2 separate regions of the Mus musculus genome follow, and region 1 is linked to region 2. The links are chromatin contacts, called in public Hi-C maps. All regions are on one chromosome and are shown on one strand. The core of a region is the stretch at or near the end of the contact, and the rest is flanking DNA. Distances in the headings are between cores, read along the strand shown. Region 1 holds the start of Nipsnap2 (nipsnap homolog 2). Region 2 holds the start of Mmp17 (matrix metallopeptidase 17).

Region 1 (5,221 bases), core at 2,630-5,129, 140 kb after region 2:
GCATCGTTTTCATTAAAGTTTCTTGGGCTTGAGCTACAGTTCAGTGGTAGAGTACTTGCCTGGCAAGCACAAGACTCCAAGGAGAACATGATGGTGCTCACCTGTAAGCCAGCAACCTTGCCACCAAGCCTGACAGTCCAAGTGCATCTAAGTTCCTGGGACACACATGGTATAAGAAAATACCATAATAATAAATAATAAATGTAATTTATAAATTTAACTTTTTTAAAAACCAGGCATCAGGATATGGGTCTGGTAGTGTACCCCTTTAATCGCAGCACTCAGGCAAAGTGCAGAGGCCAGCCTGGTCTACATTGTTGAGTTCCAGGCCAGCCAAGGCTACATAGTGATTCTCAATCTTTCTAATACTGTGACTCTTTAATACAGTTCTAAATACACGTATGTGGGTGTGTCTGCCTGTGGCAGCCCACCTGAAGAGGATAGAGGAGTCCTGTCTCAGTTCTTAAACCTAGCTTCATCTTCGATAGTTGTCTTTGGAAACCTCTTTGAAAAGATCATTGGACCAACTGCAATGGCATCCTGACCCCCACAGGTTGAGAACCACTAGGGCCTTGCCACACCACCTCCAGTAGGATCTGTGTGACAAATTCCACAGACTGAGGCGATTGACCTCCTGGAATTGGCTGTGGAACTCTTTAATGGAGAAAATATATTGAGCCGTAGTTCTCATGGCAGTCTATCTGTTTTGTTTTCTCTTATTCTTTTCTTATTTACACATTCCTGGTAGCCTAAGATGGGGGTCACTAACATGACCTTATCCCCAGGGAAACCAACACTTTACTTTCTAAATCATTTACAAAACTTGTATGATAAAAACTTTCCCAACAATAAAATTTCATATGGCTACTTGTGTGTCATCAGAGGTGGATTTTGGTATATGGTAAAGAAAGCCTTAATTAGAAAGATTTAAAATAGTTTAAATTTATACATTGAAGATTATAAAAAATCAGGCACTAGATGTTAAATAATAATTGACCATGGGGCTGGAAAGTTAGTTCAGTGGTTAAGAGCACTGACCATTAAAGATTTATTAACCTGCTCCTGGAAATATGTCACTAGCCTTGGACGACAGCCCCCACTGTATACATCCTTTTAGAATTGTTATATTTTGATGATTTACATTAATAATGATGTTATCTGTTCTGTTGTGATCCACTGAACACATAGTTTCAGAGTTGTAATGCTTGGATGATTTTTTGTGCTTTACTGTGCCAAATGATTTTTGTTGGTTTCTGTGATTGTTTCACTGGATATATACTTTCTAAGAGATATAATGTTTGTTTTTTTAATGTATAAAATCCCCTGCTTGAGAGCTGCAGAATACACTCAGATTCAAACTGCCTCTGTGTTTGTTTCTGTTTGTCACCACCAAATCCTTACCCACCTAGCTTCAAGAACCCTCATTCCAGGGACCCCCCCCCCCATACCTGAGTGGGGTGATCCATGGCAGGGCCTAAAGCCACTTGGGTAGTGGCATACACTTATTTTTTTTTAAATTTATTTATTTTATGTATATGAGTACACTGTAGTTGTCTTCAGACACACCAGACAAGAGCGTCAGATCACATTGCAGATGGTTGTGAGCCACCATGTGGTTGCTGGGTTTTGAACTCAGGACCTTCAGAAGAGCAGTCAGTGCTCTTAACCACTGAGCCATCTCTCCAGCCCCCTACACTTATTTTTTTAATCAATTAATTTATTATTATATCTAAATACACTCACTGTAGCTGTCTTCAGACAAGCCAGAAGAGGGCATCAGATCTCATTGCAAATAGTTGTGAGCCATCATGTGGGTGCTGGGATTTGAACTCAGGATCTTCAGAAGAGCAGTCAGTGCTCTTAACCCCTGAGCCATCTCTCCAGCCCATGGCATACACTTATAATATAGCACTCAGGAGGCTAAGTGCTGAGCACAGCAAGCCCAGGCAACTTGGTAGAACCTATTTCAAAAATAGATTGAAGATGCAAGCTCATTAATAGAACACATGCCTAACATATTCAAGGCCCTAAGTACAGTCACCAGTACTTAGGAAGGGAGGAGAGCACTGGACTAAAGAACTAATGAAACTTTAGAGCCAAATGGCAATGGGTTTGGGGGTGGGGAATACAGGAAAAATATGGCCTAATGCTAAGGAGCACAAAAGCAGAGTCATCAAAGAAATGCATAAACGCCAAGTTTGCATTCCAAGAGAGAGTTGAAACTCCTAACCTATAAAGTTGAGTCAAGTGCAATACTGCATACCTATGATCCCTGCACCGCAGAGACAGAGGCAGGAGCATTGAGAGTTTGAGGCCATCCTGGTCTGAATAATGAGGTCCAATAACTAAACAGCTTATGACGGCTCTGCAAGTAATCTCAACCCAGGAGTTTACCCTGAGATTACAAAAGGATTCCTGTCAGAACAGGCAGGACCCAAGGATGGAGTCGCATGAGGGGAACTCTGAATGCTTGTGAGAAACTCCAAATGAGTCTTGTAACCTCAGTTTCTTCAAAACACAAAACTTGTTCATAGACTGTGCTTCACACCCCTCCCAGGTGTAGCGAATCGCAGTGAGTTCACTCCAGATCACTCATTACTGCTTGCTGCTTTTATTATTTTTTTGCCACGTGTGGCTTGTCCTTATGATTACACACCTAACTCCTGTGGTTCTTCTATACCCTCAGAGTATAAATCGTCTGATGCTCTGAATAAACGCTATTGCTTGAGACTTTAGTCCGCCTCGTTTTTAGGCTCCATTCTCCCAGGTTCAACCCCGACTCAAGAGCGGTAAACAGATTACCATCAGTTTGAGGCCGGACTGGGCGCCACATAAAGACCCTGTCTCAGCTAAGTTGAGAAATGAAGGATCTGTATAAAAAAGGCAGGGCTCACCGACGCTTGAAGAGGCCCTGCCCGCAGCAAGTCACATATCTGCCTCCCACAGTTGGGTCTACAGTTTTATGGACCGCTCTCAGCCTCATTCACATTCAAAGGAGTGCCTCTCCCAGTCTGAACCGCTCCTCCACCACCCACAAGACCAGACCCTGTCATTTGTCCAAATTCTTGTTAGAAAAACTGTACCCATGGGGCTGGAAAGATGGCTCAGCGATTAAGAGCACTGGCTGCTCTTCCCGGAGGACCTGGGGTTCAATTCCTAGCACCCACATGGCAGCTCACAACCTCCTGCAACTCCAATTGCCAGGGGCTCCACCCACACTCTCACACAGACATACATGCAGGCAAAACACTGATGATGCACATAGACTAGGAAGAGAAAAATTTAAAAGATAAAGAAAACCACAACTCCTGAGCTTCAAGATTACAGCTCCCATCCGTCTTCTAACTCAGAACCAGGAAGGCAGCCACCAATTGGAGAGTATCCTTCTCTTGGCCTCTGCATGTAACTGAGGCCCAGGCTGCTCCCTATTTCTCTGATTCCTCGGGATCTAGTTCTGCTTTTGCCTACTCTTATCTTGCTGAAGTTTATGCTTATATCCATAGCTCTTTTATTATCCTTACAGAATACACTTCCCCCTATACCAGTGGTTCTCGACTTTCCTGATGCTGCTAAAACTTTAACACGTTTCCTCATGTTTGTGGTGGCCCTCAACCATAAAATCAGACTCTGGATTCCCCACATGCACAGATCTACTCCTTTCCCGTGGATCTCCCCGTGTACATTCCAGGTTCCTTTCTCACTCGGACTTCAGAGACCCTGAACTCCCCTCGCGGGATCTACGGATATCTTCAGCAACTTCTTGGCACGCCCCCTGGCGGCAGCACTGAGGCGCCACGCTGCTCCCCCTAGCGGCCGCTCCCCTGCACTACAGCGGCCTAGCGCCCTGCCCCGCCCCGCCCCAGCCTGGTCGGCCCGGCCGGGGGAGGGGTCGCGGTAGCGGCGGCGTCAGCGACACCGAGGCGGTAGGAGCTTCAGGCTCCGGAGCAAGATGGCGGCGCGGGTGTTGCTCGCGCGAGGAGGCCTGCTGCGGCCAGCCGCCCAGAGCGGCTTCCTGCCGGGGCTCCGGTGAGCAGCGCCGCCCTTTCCGGGGCCCGGCCGGGGAGGGGCCGCCGTGGGGCGAAGGGCGCGGGGTCCCCGGGGCGGGCAGGGGACGCCGGGGGGCCGGCCTCCCGAGTCCCAGGCGACCGAGGGCTGGCGAGGCTGCGGCGCCTTCCCGGGCCCCCGTGGGGCTCAAGGTCACCGTCCTGCCGGCGCCGCCCTTGCCGGGGACGCCCGGGCTCGCGGGCCACGTCCGCCCTCAGCCTCTGCGCGCTGCGCCCCTCGCAGTAGCAATGCCTCGCCCCAGGTCGTGCAGAGAAGCAAAAGGATGGCTGGTCTCCCTGGGGAAGCTGTACCCCGGGGTCCCCAGTCGGGACAGCCCTTAAATTTGAAAGCGGAGTGGCAAAAAAAAAAAAAAAAAAAAGTAACCCACGGTGGCCAGCTGTAGTAGATGGCGGAGTTCGCTGTCGAAACTTTTTCTTTTTTCCTGACCTCCGCGGAGACTGTGCTCGGTGTGTCAACCTGTCACCTTGACATCCCCACGTTTAAATAACGAAAGGCCATCCGAATTTACCGACAGATTTGTTTTCCCTTCTTTTCTTCCTTTATATGCTTATTTGCTGTTTAAGCGGTTTGTAGGATTTATTTTTTTATTTTATGTGTATAAGTGTTTGCTTTCATGTGTGGCTAACACATAGGTGCCTGGGGCAGCCAGGAGAAGGTTTTGGATCCCCAACGACCCGGAGTTACAGAGGGTTGTGAGCCGCCATGTCGGGGCTGGGAATTGAATCTGAGTTCTCTTCTAGAGCGGCAAGTGTTCTTAACCCCTGAGCCATCTCTCCAGGCCCTATGTATGTATGTATGTATGTATGTATGTATGTATGTATGTATGTATGTATGTATTTTGAGACAAGATCTTACTACATATATTCCTGGCTGGCCTTGAACCTTCAGCAAACCTTTTGCTTCAGACTCCAAAGTTCTGCAGTTGCAGGTGTGCAGTTGCAGGCCAGCCTTGGCTAATTGAAATATTCCTTTTTTTTTTTTTTAAGATTTTTTTTAACCTCTGAGCTCTCTGCCACGTGTGTGTAATTGATTTTCTTCCACCATGTGGGTCTGGGAAATTGAATGTAGTTCATCAAACTTAGCAGCCAGTTTCTTTACCCCTTAAGCCATCTCACCAGCTCCAGAACTTGCCTTCAGATTTCTTTTGTTTGTGCGT
Region 2 (4,940 bases), core at 1,160-3,659:
AGTTAGACAGGAGATGGGGAGAGTGGGGAGAGACAGAGAAAGGGGCTGGGGTACTTCTCTTATATGCTGTCAGGTGATGAGAGCCATATGATGACCTAATCTGTTGCTCGGTCGCTGGGAAGAGTCTAGCAAAATTGTCTGTAAGCCAACAAACTCTCCTGTGGCTTCTCCCCTGTTCTTTCGTCTGCTCCTTTGGAGTTTTGTTAAAACCACTTCCAAAACTCTCGAGCCCAGTTGGCCTGCAGCTCACCATCCTCCTGCCTCTGCCTCCCCAAACGCTGGAGTTTCAAAGTCCTGCTACCATGTCCGGGCCTCCTCTGCTTCTATCAGATCACTTGACAGTGGATTTGGGGGTCACCTAGACAATCCCCAGTGAGCTTATCTCAAGTTTTTTTTTAACTCAATTATAACTACAAGGACCCCCATCCTAGCTGGGTATGGGAGAACACAGTTAAAATCCTAGCACTCGGGGGCTGAAGCAGGACACAGTTCTAAACAAACCAAAAAAGATTCCTATCCATCTAAGAGTATATCTGTAGTGTCAAGTAGACATTTACCAAACTATAGGAGACCTGGAAGAAACTCCCAGAGCCAGATAGGCAAAGGCAGGGCACCTTGGGAGGAGGTACCAGTTAGAATTGGCAGAGTCAAGGGGACAAGGGTCTGGAGCCAGAGCCCCTAGAGCCACCCATTCCTGAACCAGTTCTTTTGTCCCCAATTTGCTCCACATTTCTCTGAGATTTCCTTTCCACATAGGGACATCATTTAGGAGAGGCCCAGAGACCTCAGAACAGATAGAAGATGGGGCCACCCGAGCTTTGAAGCTGATCTCAGAGGGCCTACGAATGCAATACGTTTCTCTCTTCTTGTCTAACAGGAGAGCATCGATCTTCTCCCTAGGGACCGAACCGACCTTCCTTCTAATGCAGCATGAACTAATGTCATGCATTAATATTGTAAACCTGACGGGCTGTAGGATCTCCTAGGAAACAAGTCTCCCAGCACACCTGTGAGAGATTATCTAGATTAGGTTAGCCTCTGGACACGCCTCGAAGGGATTATCCAGATTAGGTTAATTGAGATAGGAAGACCCATTTTTAACTAACTGTGGGCAGTACTGTTCCACGGGTTGATAGGGAGTTTGTTCCACATAGCTAAACACCCGGGAGATGCTACTGTCTTGTGGCTGCGCACTCTCTGTCTCTAGGGCTTTCTCGTGTCAAGGTCCTAACCCCCGCCCTCCCACCCCCCAACCCACGGACCCATCTCAAGCTGGTGCAGAATCTAATCTTCTCCCCAAACCACCCAGACCCCCGAGAGCAACAGGGTATGGATAGACACCAGCTGGGAGTTGAGGGAGGGAACTTTGCCTTCAAAGCAGGGAGTCACCCACCCTCTCCTTTAGAGGCATCATCTAAACCTCAGTGTCCGCGTGCAAACAATAAATAGACTGTAATCCTAACGACACCGAGGGACTAGAGAAACCCGCGGGGAAGGGGCTGGAGACCCAGCCGCTGGGGCGGGGGCTTGGGGTGGGAGGGCGCTGGTTTTGAACTCTGTCCCTTGGCCCAGCCAGTTTCCACATTGTCACTCCACATTGTCTCCTACTTAGGTATTATTTTCTCTGGACCTCAGTTTCTTTGTGTACAAATTGGGAACTATGGTTTCCACTTCTTACGGGTTGCGAGAAAGAAAATTTCATCTGTAAAGTGCTGAGCGGGTGCCAGATCCCAGCTAATGTTTGCTATTCATAGCCTCCCGGCTCACGGAGATAGAACGGGTCCAGCCCGCCGGAAGCATGGGGGGTTCACTCCCCGCCCCTCAAAACAAAGTCTCTTTTTTCACACCTGATGCAGACCCTCAGCAGCAGAGGCTAGATGCTCCCTGGCGGACTAAGGGGAAAAGGTGCTCTGTGCCCAAGGCTCCATACAGGACTCAGGTGTGCTCTCGGCCTAGTCTCCCGTCCTAAGCCCCTACTCCCGCCCACGCTCACCCATCCCATCCCACCCCATGCCCCCGCTCCCTCCTACGCTCTCTTGTATCACACTAATCCCCTCCCCCACCTCCGATCTCTCAGAATCGGGGTGCTTACTCCCACTCGCCCCAAGACTCTGTGGCCCGCGGGCTCCCCCGTGTGCCCATCACGCGCGCTGCAGCGGTCTTTAGGTCCTAAGTGACCTGAAACTAAACCAAGGGTTCTAGCAGGCGACCAGGGGGCGCGTCCAGAGGACGGCAGAGAACTCTAGGACACTCGCAGCCCGATCCGCCGGCTCCCTGTCTGCAGCAGTGCTCCAGCCTTCGGGGTGGGCAAAGCTTCTGTGCCATTACCGGGTCCCGCCCGCGCGGGGGCCCCTTTAAGGGAGTGGGCGGGGCGATGTTTATTAGCATACATTAGCATGGCCCTGCCCCGGAGGCGGGCGGGCGCGCGGCTCAGTCCCGCGGAGCGGAGCGGTGCGGGCGCGGAGCCGAGCGAGGCGCGGAGCTGGCTGCTGGCGGGTGCGGGGACCCTCGCCACCCGACCTGGGAGAGCGGGATGGGACGCCGCCCGCGGGGACCTGGGTCCCCCCGGGGACCTGGCCCTCCACGCCCCGGGCCGGGGCTGCCACCACTGCTGCTTGTACTGGCGCTGGCGGCCCATGGGGGCTGCGCAGCGCCCGCGCCCCGCGCGGAGGACCTCAGCCTCGGGGTGGTGAGTGAACGACAGGGGCACGGGACCCTGGGCACTCGGGAGCCGAGTCCCCAGGCGCTCACGAGGTGCAAGGGAGAAGGGAGACTCGCCCTTGCTCCTTTCGGAGAGGTGCGCGAATCCCGGTGAGGCGGGGGTGTGGGGGGGAACCCATTTTTAAGACAGAGAAACTGAGGCTGGGGCTCGGGCTGCTCGAGGCTCACGCTTGCAGGTCTAGGAGGATGCCGGTCCCTTTCCCGCTCCGTGCAGTCGTGCGCCGCAGCCGCGGGCGCCCCGGGGAGGTGGTCGCCCAGCCGGAGCCTGGTCTCTGGTTAAAAGCAGCTCCACAGAGACCTCTGGCGGGGTGACCGGTGTCACAGACGCCCGGAGCGGTGCGCCCCGCGAGCTTCGCGGCCGGAGTGGGAGGTCAGGGGCGCGCACCCCAGGCCGGGGACGCGCCTGTGGGCGTCCGGAAAACCTGGGGTTCCCGAGTTTGCCCCGCTGACGATGTTAGAAGAGCCTCCCGCACGGCGAGCGTGCCGCGACCCCGTCTCCCTCCTCCACCGGAGCGATCGGCCTTGTCCCGCCGGTGCGGGTGACAACCTCTGCTGTGTCAAGCCCGCTGCCGTCCCCATCCCGCCAACTCCCACTGCCAGAGCTTAGCTAGGCACTCCAGCTTGGGGACCCGGGTACCGGCTTCTTCCCACCTCTTGCCCACCCTCCTGACTGAAGTCGGGTTTGGAAACCCGCAGGAGACCCGGAAGGTTTCGATCAGACTTTATGGCTCCGCAGGCCCGCGAAGCCCTCTGCAAAGGCGCGCGCGGTGACTAGAGCCCGCTTTCGAGGAGGAGGAGGAGGCCCCGGCCTGGGTTCCTTAGATCTGGAGACCCGGCCAGGCGCGGCTTCCTGATTGGCACAAGCCAGCCAATATCCTAATGGGGTCCTGGCAGAGTCCGCTTTCCACGGGCGGTTGGCAACGAGGACTCCTACACCTCAGGTCTAGGCAAGGTGTCATGGAGATTTCCTGCTGGAGGAGACACTGGGGCGGGAGCAACCTCCAGTTTGGCAACATTTGCCCCTGGATCTGAGAGGGGCAGACTCTGCCACCCCCCAGGCATCTGAGGTGGCAGCGACCCATGCTTTCTCTGCCCACTTGCAGATGTCTGAGGGTCCCCTGAGGTGGCTTCTTCCCACTCCAGTGGCCTCTAAAATAGGGGTTCCTCACGTTCCTGATCCTAGGCTTTCATAGCTGGCTCCCCGATGCCATGAGCATTAGGACATCCAGACCCAGTTCTGGTGGGTGACAACAGAGTCCAGACGCACCCTCCCCCCCCCCCCCCCCCACACACACACCGTCTTCCTTCAAGCTTTCAGTGTATCTCTAACGGGACTGGTTAGGGGACAGGAGACAGAGCGAGGGAGGAGTCAGGGCGAGGGAGCCCCTGCCCATCCAAGTTCTTAATCAGGCCCAGTGTACTTAGGAAGTTTGCAGCAGCGGACCTCGGTGGTTGAGGTGGGGTTGGCTCCTCCCCCTGGCACCTGTGGGCTTCATCCGACTTTTCCCCTCCCCTACTGAGTTCCTGAGCACTCCAGGGTCACCAACCCACCAGCACCCTGAAGATCTCACTAACCAGGGTATGTGACTCCAGGCTTGCCAGAGGCAGCAAAACCCTGTCGTCCAATCCTGGGTAAGGCGGGAGGGTGCCGCAGGCAGCCTCCTGCCCAGGACAATACCCTCCCGGGTGTGGGAACCGGGTCCTGCCCGCCTCTCCTTTGGTGGCGGTGGGGGCGCCCTCTGGTGGCCCTCTAGGGAATGGCACCTAAGAGCTTGGGGCGCAGGGGCACTCACTGAGCTGCAAACGATGGGCGGGCTTTGGGTGGGAGCTTTCTGATGCCCCTCAGACCGCCCTCTGCGGGCTGTTGAGCGCATTCAGGTCTGGATGCCTCGGAGGAGAAGGACGCCTTTGTGTTTGTGATCAGCCGCTGCCAGACACCGCTAAATCCACGGCTGGGCAGGGAGGGGCGAGCGCCTGTGAATAAAGCCGGGAAGAGGCCCCCAGGCCCCCTGAAAGGACCCGCAGGATGTGGTTTCCTCACAGCTCAGTGGGGCCTGGCTTTGTCACTCCGTTTCTTAAGTGGTTGCACAGAGCCAAGTGTGCAACCCCAGGGAAGGTTCTGGAGAGTGGCGTCCCGGAGGCCTTTCCAAGCGTCCAGCTGGATAGCCAGGGGGAAGTGGACAGTTCAGACACAGCCAGATCAGGCCCTGGGTGGCACA

The links. A called contact is a pair of places that touch in the nucleus more often than the background predicts.
Region 1: a contact with region 2 is called in a Hi-C map of regulatory T cells, with 2.7 times the contacts expected there. The contact joins the promoter of Nipsnap2 here to the promoter of Mmp17 in region 2. A contact is called at or near these places in 12 of 39 promoter capture datasets (the 3T3-L1 cell line, the C10 cell line, the SN4741 cell line and 6 more), 1 of 15 datasets of contacts at CTCF or cohesin (CD8 T cells), 17 of 484 Hi-C or Micro-C datasets (CD4 T cells, CD8 T cells, Th17 cells and 10 more), 10 of 115 datasets of contacts at active chromatin or transcription factors (embryonic stem cells, epiblast stem cells, extraembryonic endoderm stem cells and 5 more) and 2 of 9 other capture datasets (adipose tissue and liver).

What each region holds. Positions count from the first base shown.
Region 1 is chr5:129,721,196-129,726,416 of GRCm38.p6, forward strand. Nipsnap2 (nipsnap homolog 2) reads left to right here and starts at 3,880. Exons shown (of 10, transcript NM_008095.4): 1 at 3,880-4,026. The coding sequence starts at 3,950.
Region 2 is chr5:129,581,760-129,586,699 of GRCm38.p6, forward strand. It overlaps Mmp17 (matrix metallopeptidase 17), which reads left to right and starts at 2,410. Exons shown (of 10, transcript NM_011846.5): 1 at 2,410-2,689. The coding sequence starts at 2,534.